Regions from separate parts of the Cricetulus griseus genome. Here region 2 is linked to region 1. The links are chromatin contacts, called in public Hi-C maps. All regions are on one chromosome and are shown on one strand. The core of a region is the stretch at or near the end of the contact, and the rest is flanking DNA. Distances in the headings are between cores, read along the strand shown.

What was found. Hi-C and Micro-C count contacts between places; a contact is called where the count stands out from the background.
Region 2: a Hi-C map of the CHO-K1 cell line shows a contact between it and region 1, with 6 times the contacts expected there. The contact joins two enhancer-like sites. A contact is called at or near these places in 2 of 8 Hi-C or Micro-C datasets (the CHK-Q cell line and the CHO-K1 cell line).

The regions. Positions count from the first base shown.
Region 1 is chr3:273,129,379-273,134,062 of CriGri-PICRH-1.0, reverse strand. No RefSeq gene overlaps it. Among named protein-coding and RNA genes, the nearest start is that of Sfxn1, 43 kb to the right of the region's middle. Within about 2 kb of position 1,927, at least 1 of the 6 cell types and tissues checked has open chromatin away from gene starts, as enhancers often do. A contact at or near this core is called in the CHO-K1 cell line, where this site is marked.
Region 2 is chr3:273,489,667-273,494,350 of CriGri-PICRH-1.0, reverse strand. No RefSeq gene overlaps it. Among named protein-coding and RNA genes, the nearest start is that of Thoc3, 22 kb to the left of the region's middle. Within about 2 kb of position 2,445, at least 4 of the 6 cell types and tissues checked have open chromatin away from gene starts, as enhancers often do. A contact at or near this core is called in the CHO-K1 cell line, where this site is marked.

The sequences.
Region 1 (4,684 bases), core at 678-3,177:
CAGCCCTATCTCAAAAAAGGTGAGCTCCAGGCTCCTCCCTCCATTGTTCTGGGTTTAGCTGCAAAAGTGGTTTCCTTTGGCCAGTGGATATTTACAAATATAGCACAATTAGGAGTGTGATAAATACTTGGAATAATGAGGTCTAGCTTTTTAGGTGGTGAAAGGCTACATGGAGGAGCACTGGGGTGCCCAGCCAAGAAGCCTAGCCTGACTAGTAGGCTTGTAATGTTACTGAGGACATCTTGGGTTTCCCAGCAACCACGTGCAGCTCCTGGCATGAGAACAGGTAAAACCTGGAGTGGTGAAGCCTTGCCAGCTACAGGATTAGGAAGAGCAGACGCCTCTTGGAGAAAGTGGTTGTAATGGTTTGTTGTACAGCAAAAGACAGATTGTCCATATACTAGAATAAGCACCTTACAAGGAGAAAAGATACTTCTCGAAACCTCACACTGACATCCAAAAGACCAAAGAGCAGATCGAGCCCAAAACAGGGCTCCAAACCTGAGCTTTCAAGGCTCTGTTCACCTGCGATCCTCTCCAAACTGTGTCTGTGCAGAAGAGCTGTGACCTCGAGGACGGCTCTAGGACATCTTGGTTGTTAATGTGGGGACAGAGGCTGGCCCTATCCATCCAGACACTGGTAGAAGGTAGGCTAAGGGCTGGGCCCAGAAGGAGATGGAGGTGGCAGGCAACCAATGTGATTGGCCAGGGTGCCCTGCTCAGTGCTCTCCCTGTTTCATAGTGGCTGGTAAATCTTGGGCTTGTCATGGTCCCCACCTGTGAAGTGGGGATTTCTACTGCAGCCATTCACAGGCTTGTGTGGGATGAAATGAAGGGCTCTCCAGAGGGAAATGGAAACATAATAAATGAGCCTACAGTCTGCAAAACGGGGCTCATTGGTGGGTGAAATTTACATGGGAGAACTGTGGTGATAGCTTGCTTGTACAAATAAAGCATGTCTGAAGATCAGAGGATAGAGCTTGTTACTGGCTAACCGTAGAGGTTAGGAGGTCTGCACAGACAGACAGGAAGTGAGATGGCTGGGCAGGGACAGGAAGTGAAATGGCTGGGTGGAGAGAGGATATAAGCAGGAAGAAAGAGGAACTTGCTCCCTTTTCCGCTGGGAAGCTAATTGAGGTAAAGGTGACTGTGGCTTGCTCCGTCTTCTCTCTGATCTCAGGATTTTCTTCCATATCTGACTCTGGGTTTTTATTATTTAGATGAATACACATCAATAAGCTCAGCTCATTGCTGGACCAAGTATCACTGTGAGGGCCTTAATCTACTTTGGAGTATCGCCAAAGTCCCCAAAAGACTTCTGGTATGTTCCTGCCACTGTAAATTCTCAGCCAGAGATGCACCTTAAAACCAGTTCCCAGAGCTTAAATTCCCAGCCCCAGACCTTCCTCGGCAGACAAAGGTTTGGATGAGGACGGGAACGAGGACGGAGCACTAGGCCCCTTTAATCCCCCCCCCCCCAGATGAACCTGGAGTGGACACCAAGCACTCTAAAGCTCAGCCAACTTTTTAAAAAATTTATTTAGTTTAGAAATAATCTTATTTTACATATCAATCCCAGTTCCCTCTCCCTCCCATCCTCCCATTCCCCCCCCCCCCACCAATCCCTCCATCCCACCTGAAAGGTTCAGGCATTACGCTGGCCGCCCCTGTTACCTGGCGGAACCCTGGTCAGCCCAGGGTTCCATGGGAACTGAGTCTGCACGCAGGTGCAAAGGACCCTTTAAAGGACGGATCCCTGCCCAATTATGCTTTTTTTTTACTCTCTTTACTCGCTCTCTTCTCTCTCTACTGCTGTTTCTTCGCTCTCTCTTCTCCCATCTACGCGCTCTCTCTGCCTCTCTATGGCGACCGGCCATAGCGGTCAGCCATAAACACGACACCACCCCCATCCATCCAATCCCTAAGGAGGGTGAGCCATACTCCGGGAATCCAGTTGTAGAGAGGGAGGAGCGATGAGCAAAGGGGTCAAGACTGTGCCAGAGAAACCCGCAGAAACAGCTGACCTGACCAAGTGAGAGCTCAGCCAACTTTTGATGATATCCCCATTGCTGCCACTCTCTGTCCTTGTCCCTCCGTCCCTCCCTCTCTGGCTCTCTTTCCAGATCTGCTTCCTCCTTCCAGTTTTTGCTGGGAAGCTCTGCTTAAGCACCTGGGGATTCCTTTGTTCCTCAAGCTAAGTTCACAAGGCACCGCTTCTCTTTGTGGCAGCCCTACTTCACACAGCAGTTTCCTCTTTCTCCCCTTCCTCCTCCTCCATCAGAACCGCCAGCACCCGCACCTGCCCCCCTCCACCTTCCTTGATGTCTCCTGGCCTGTGTTGCCTGCTCCATCCTCACCCATACACGGCCCTGAAAACCTCCCACCCCACCCCTCCTTCCTCTCCACAAGACCTCCTCTCCGAAAGTGGATCCCAGTCTCTCCTTTCCAGTCTGAAATTGTTATTCAGAGTTTGTACCACAGGGTTGGGCCCTTCTTCTTTCAATAGAACTGGTACTTTCCTGTCTATTTTTAGTTTTAAAAAGCTGTTCTCTCGTGTTACCATCTTTCTCGGAGACGGCGCTTCTGCAGTCAGCATTTTCATTATCAGAGGCGAGCACAATCTACTATAAAAATGGAAGGCAGCAGGGCTTGGCTCATGTCTGCTGTCAGCCCTGTGGGATCTGGGCTCCTGGCCCTGCAAGCAGCTGGATGACTCTCCAGGGCACAAAGCTCCAAGAGCAGTGTGGATGCTTTTCCATTTGGATGCTGTTCCCAAAAAAAAAAAAAAAAAAAAAAAAAGACAAGGGGCAGAGGGACATGGACAGGACACTGGCCATAGTTCCCCGTGAACTCTTAATTTGGTGGAGCTGATTGGCCCAGATGAGGGGACAACTTGGAGATCCAAATTGTGATGTCTCATATCACAAAGGCAGGGACAGTGCCAGACTATGAAGGCAGCCCAGAGCTGGGGATGAAGTCGCAGTGTCTCATGGGGCTCAGAGACAGGACCAGGATCCAGGGACTCCTCCTGAAATGGCAAATGATGCTGTGCTCTCCTGCAAGCAGAGTTCTCTCCCTGCTGATTTCTTCTTCCATTGAGGATGACTCATTAGTGACAGCTCGGGTACACGGGCACACCCACTCCCTGTGTCCTTCCGAAGCAAGGTTACCCCTCATTTTCTGTCATCACAGATAACACACAGGGCAAGGACAGGGCCTAGACCATGCTAGTCCTAGGTGTGACAATGCCTTTCTCCTACCTCTTCTGAGACCCCCTTTACAATGTACCCCCAAAGAAATGCACACAGAGAGGACAAGTCCATCCTGCCATGGACCCCAAGTCAGGACATCTTTTTTTCCCAAGCATCCAGGACCACCTGCCCACTAGGCTTGAAAATGCTAGGGTCTATGCTTGGACTAGCTTGCTGCCTCTGGTCACTGGCAGACAGCTCCTGGAAGCACCCTCACCAGCAATGAGATCCTGCGGGCAATGCTGCTCTCTGGTGTCTTCTCCCAGTACTGCTGTTCCCTTCTGGCCTGGAGCTTGGATAGCAAAGCCTAGCTCAGTCAGGCCTGACAAGGAAGCCCTGAGGTAGATGGTGCTTCTGTAATTGCCTGTGCATAGCTGGAACTAGAGAGGGAGTTGTGATTGGCTCAGCATCTCCAGGGATTGAGTAGGGGAGCTGAGAACCTCCCTTCAGGGCTGCGCCAAGCCAGCCCGAGCTGGGGTCTCTTCAGAAGGACCAAAGATTTGGTTCAAAGCTGACTCAAGCTAGGAGGTTGCTCAGAATCCTGAACCCGAGTATTGGTTGCCTTCTAGAAAAGTCTGAGAAGGAGAAACTGAAAAGGAATAAAGATTATCTGTAAACCCATGGATATCTACTGATGACTACTTTAGAGGGTATCTGTCTTTTGAACCTATTTATGCATTTATTATAAAATTGGGTTTAGAATATACAGAGGAGATTTGTGTGTGTATGTGCAAGTCTGTGTGCATGTATATGTGTGTGTGTGCGTGGGCGTGTGCGTGCATGTGCGTGCGTGCGTGTGCGTGTGCGTGTGTGTGTGTGTGTGTGTGTGTGTGTGTGTGTGTGTATACACATCTGGAGGCCAGAAGCTAACCTTGGCCTTTGTTCCTGGAGCCATCTTACTTGCTTTCTGATCCATAGTCTCTTATTGGCCTGGGACCCTCAGTTAGGCCAGGCTGGCTGCCAGTAAGCCGCAGAGATCTGTTGGTCTGTCTCCACAGTTTGGGGTTACAGGTGATTAGCAGCCACCACACCCAGCATCTTATGTGGGTACTGGGGATGAAACTCATGTCCTCATGGCTTCATGATACTTTATCTCTTCAACCTCAGACTCACAGAGTCTGCTTCTCACTTGCTTCTGTATCCCAAGTGCTAAGAACAAAGGTATGTACTACTGTGCCCTAAAATAAACTTATTTTTTTAAATAGCAACCAACATGTCCTGAGTTAAAGAAATAGAAAACCTGGGAAAACAAACAAACAAACAAACAAAAAACCCCCCAAAACAAAACAACAAAAACCCAACTCAGGCCACTGCCAGTCCTAGCACCCAGTGGCAGCCTTTCTTTCCAGCTTAGCTTACATTTATGACCATCAACAGTAATGTACCTATTTAGCTAGTAACATCTCTGATTATCCACACATCAGTACACGACT
Region 2 (4,684 bases), core at 1,196-3,695, 360 kb before region 1:
TCCTCTGCACAGCACCAGGTCAACTTCTAGCCAGCATTGGTAGCTCAGAGACCCACAGGGCATGGAGTCCCCCATCCATACCTGCTCCACAGGCACCCCCAGATCAGAGCCACCCAAGGGGCAGGATGCATGGGAGCCCAGGGGAGAGGTTCGAAGGGAGGAGGGGTCTTTAGAAGGACCATCTATGAGGTCGGCATCAGAGGCGCAAAGGGGACAAGAAAGCTGTACCCAGCAAGGGAGAAGGCTCAGGGTACAGACAGGCCAGGCTCACAAGCAGATCATCTGAAGTTCAGAGCTGAGCCGGCCGGGAGGGACTGCTAGACTGGACACCATAGGGCCAGTTGCTCTATGTCACTAACCTGCCACAACTTGACAGTCACACAGGCTTGTAACCTTCCAGAGTTTCTGATTCTCATCATGGTAGTAACCAGGACTTAAACAGGTAAGACTGAATGGGGGTAACTCCAGGGGAAGTGTAGCCATAGTGCTAATATTTTATTTACACAAAAATAAACAGTGCAATGGTACAAAATTTGCTTTAGTTTTTTGTTTTCCTCCCTCCCTCCCTCCCTCCCTCCCTCCTCCCTCCCTCCCCTCCCTCCCTCCCTCCCTCCACTCCTCCTCCTCCTCCTCCTCCTTTTTCTGAGACAGGTTTCTGTGTAGCCTTGGCTGTCCTGGAACTCTCTCTGTAGACCAGGCTGGCCTCAAACTCACAGAGATCCACCTGCCTCTGCCTCCAAGTGTTAGGATCAAAGGTGTGCACCAGCACCACCTGGCTTTGCTTTAGCTTTTAATAAATGATAACATGTATACCAAAAAATTTAAAAATAAATTTCTTGGAGCTGGAGAGATGGCTTAGTGGATAAGAGCACCTGGCTGTGCTTCTAGAGTATCCAGGTTCAATTCTCAGCACCTACACGATGGCTAATAATTACCTATTACTGCAGTTCCAGGGGATCCAATGCCATCTTCTGGCCTCAGGCACCAGACATAGACAGACATCAGGGAACCCTCTTCTCTCCCTACACACACACACACACACACACACACACACACACACACACACACTTCTTAGCTGGATGTTGTGACTCACACCTTTAGTCCCAGTGTTTGGGAGTCAGAGGCAGGCGGATCTCTGTGAGTTCAAGGCCAGTCAGGATTACATAATAAAAGCGTATCTCCTAATAAATAAATTTTTGTAGTATTTTTAGTGTTTTATTTGTGTTCCTATTTTATATACTTATATGCCGGTTGTGGTAGCTTGAATGTAATTGGCCCCAATAATCTCATAGGGAGTGGTACTATTAGGAGGTGTGGCTTTGTTGGAGGAAGTGTCACTGTAAGGGTGGGTTTGAGGCTTCCTGCGCTCAGGATCTTGCACATTGTGTCCGCTGACTCCCTGTTGCCTGTAGGATGCAGGGCCCTCAGCAGCACCACATCTTCCTGGACCACACTGCCATGCTCCCTGCCATGGTGACCATGGACTGGACCTCTGGAACTGTAAGCGAGCCATCCCAATTCAATGTCTCCTTTATAAGAGTTGCCGTGGTCATGGTGTCTCTTCACAGGGACAGAAACCCTAACTAAGACACCCATGTTCATAGAAAAATTTTCTGGCTCAAACAGTAAGAAGCCCTATTCATCTTCAGACTCTGGGCTCCTCCAGGCCCCTGTCTCCCTCTGTGGGTCACAGGGAAGGAGACCCAGAGTGGAATTTGTGCACTGGGGTTCTCTGATGAAACCAGCCGGACGCCAGAGCCTTTACTGTCGAGCCTATGCCTGGGGTCATCTCAGCATCCACAGCGCTGCACCCCTGACTCGGCTCCTATCAATTTGGCTTGGAAGCACCTGGGCTGCAACATCACCTGGCCTCAGGCTTTTGTTTGGCAAACTCCAACATCCCTAAGTAGTGCCTTTTCCGCAGCTGAGGAGTGAATGTCCTCCAGTGCGCTCACACGGAGGGGCTGGCACAGAGCACTGAAGGCATTCCGTTAGACTCTCCGCTCCAGCCCAGCTTCTCTCCGGCAAAAAGGGAGGAGGGGTGGCGGAGAGGCACTTTTGGCTGGCTGTGAGGGGGCTGAGGGGGTCAGCTTGAGTGCCTTGCCTGTCTTTAAGCAGCTGGAAGTTCTGTTTTAGAAACGCCGCCTGGGGCAGCGTGGAGACTTACAGATCAGAAGGAAGAAATGCTGGAGGCTGCTGCAAGGCAGAGCAGTTCAGAAACGCTGTGCTAGAGGCTTAAACCCCGCTGTTAGGTCTGGCCCGGAGTTTTAGCTCTTGTTGGCCGCTCGTTGTTGTAACATAATAGTGGAGCTTAAAAGGAAATGTTTACTTCTGCTGAGGGAGGGAGGGAGAGGAAGGAGGAAAACAGAGGACAGAGAATGAAATATCCTCTTTGAGGGTATGCCCCAATGAACAGCTTCCTCCAATTAGGCTCCACCTCCCACTTGTCACCACTGTGTAATCTCACCATCAGCTAACTAGTCATCAAGCCTCCAAGTTTAAATCCCCCAAACTGTCCAGGAGACATGGCTGCTGCTGGTGAATTCTTTCCGTACAAGGACACAGATCCAGCATGTAGACGGATCACACTGCAGATCGTCCACACACACGGCCTTGGTCTCCTTAACCTTTGTGAGCCTCAGTTTCCTTCTCTGTAAACCCGATTCCTAAGAAAGTTGTAAGAATTCCGGGTGACTCGTGACTGCCCAGCACGGTTCCCGCTGACACCATCCAGCAGTAGGAGGTACCCCTGGGGAGGCTGTAGCAGAGTCCAAGGAGAAAGGGATCCAGGCTAGCGGCCAAGGAGGGAGAGAGAGCAGGGGATGTGGTTTTCAGGTTCAAAGCGGCTAAGACCAGTCGGTTGGGTCCCTGTGTGGCCGCTAGAGGGCAGACGAGGCAAGGCTGAGGGCGGAAACCTGCTCCAGGGTGCAGAGGGGGCCTGTGCTTTCCGCCCGCATTCCCCTTTGTGGAGCCTTTGTGTGGGCTGTGTGCCTGCCTCGGGCCGTCCGTCCTTTTTCCCCTGTACACGAGCTGCTGTTTTGGGAAACACTCAGTGTGCCCCAGCCTTACGCCGGCGCCATTAGCAGGTGAAGTGTGCGTTTTGATTCCTGGAGGCACAGCCTGGACGGAAAGTGGGCCTGCCGCTCCCTGCAGCTGTGCCAGCTACTTGGGGTCTGCTCCACCCTGCACCCTCCCTGCTTCCCAGCTCTTTCCGGCACTCTTTGATCTTGTGTGCAGAGTATTAAAGTGAGCCTCAGATCCTTAATCCATTTCGAAGGCTGTCCGGTAGCAGCGTTTCTAGGGACCCACTAAACGCACTGGCTGGCTGGAACATTTCAGAGCTGGTTTTCCTTCCAAGGTCATGGAGTATGAGGAGGGGAAGGAAGACAACAGAAGCACAGTCATAGGTTTTGGAGTTATAGCTCAGGCCAAGCCTGGTATATTGATTTATCCCGTAACATCCGTAAGAAGTGCCGCGGGTAGCTCCGCGGGAAAAGTGCTTGCCATGCAAGAGCGAAGACTCCAGTTTGTCCCCCTGAATACATGTAAAAAAGCCCAGTGTGATTGTACCCAGTGCCCTGGAGGCAGAGACAGGTCGATCCCTGGGTTCACAGATTCCCCCAGCCAAATTTGCCAACTTGAGGCCATTGAGAGAAACCTTGTCTGGGAAAAAAAACGAAGGAACCACGCAGGGGGTCGACCTCCAGGCGCCATCTCTCGGGCACACAGAGTATATATACAAGCCTCACACAGAGATGAGAGATGCGCACCCCTCCCTCCACACGGCTCCCTGAGCACACCCTCCTGTGAGTTTTACATATTACCCCTTCCAGCTGCCCACGAGGTGTTTTAATCCCAAAGAAAGTGGGACTCAAGGGAGGTTGTATTAGTTAATTTTCTCATTGTTGAAACCAAATGCCCAGAAAAAAAAAAAAAGAAAGAAAAATCACAATTTAGAGGTTTTATGGATTTCTTTTTAGCTCGTGCTTTGAGGGTGCAGTCCATGGCTGCTTGGGCATGGTGGCTGGAGTATGAGGCAACAGGTCACAGTTTATCCACAGACACGAAGAAGGGGGGATGAGTGCTGGCTCTCGCGGGGCTTTTCTTCCTTTCCCCTCTTTAGTCAGTCTGTGACCCCAGCACACAAGATGGTGCCACCCACATTAAAGGTACATGTTTTAAATTTTTTTCCATGAATTTCTTTTTTATATATAATTTGTTTTTATTTGATGTGCATTGGTGTTTTGCCTGCGTGAAGGTGTCAGGTTCCCTGGAACTGGAGTTACAGACAGTTGTGAACCACACTATGAGTGCTGGGAATTGAACTCAGGACCTCTGAAAGAGCAGTCAGTGCTTTTGACTACTGAGTCATCTCTCCAGTCCCTTAAAGTTACCTCTTACCTTCTCAGTTAAACTTGTCTGGATCCCCCCCCCCCCCACACACCCAGAGAGTGTCTCCTTGGTGATTCTAAATGAAGTCAAGTTGACAGCCAAGACTGACAGAACGCTATACACAGGGCTGCAAGATGTTCCTATCAGGTATTTCCAACCAGTGTGCCTGATTCCAAAGTCCAAGCTCAGTCCTAGTACTGGGACTAGCCCATTTCACTTTTATCCAGAGTGAGTATATAGACACTAACCACTAGGAAGGAGAAAGCCAGGGCTATGACCACACTCACCTCCC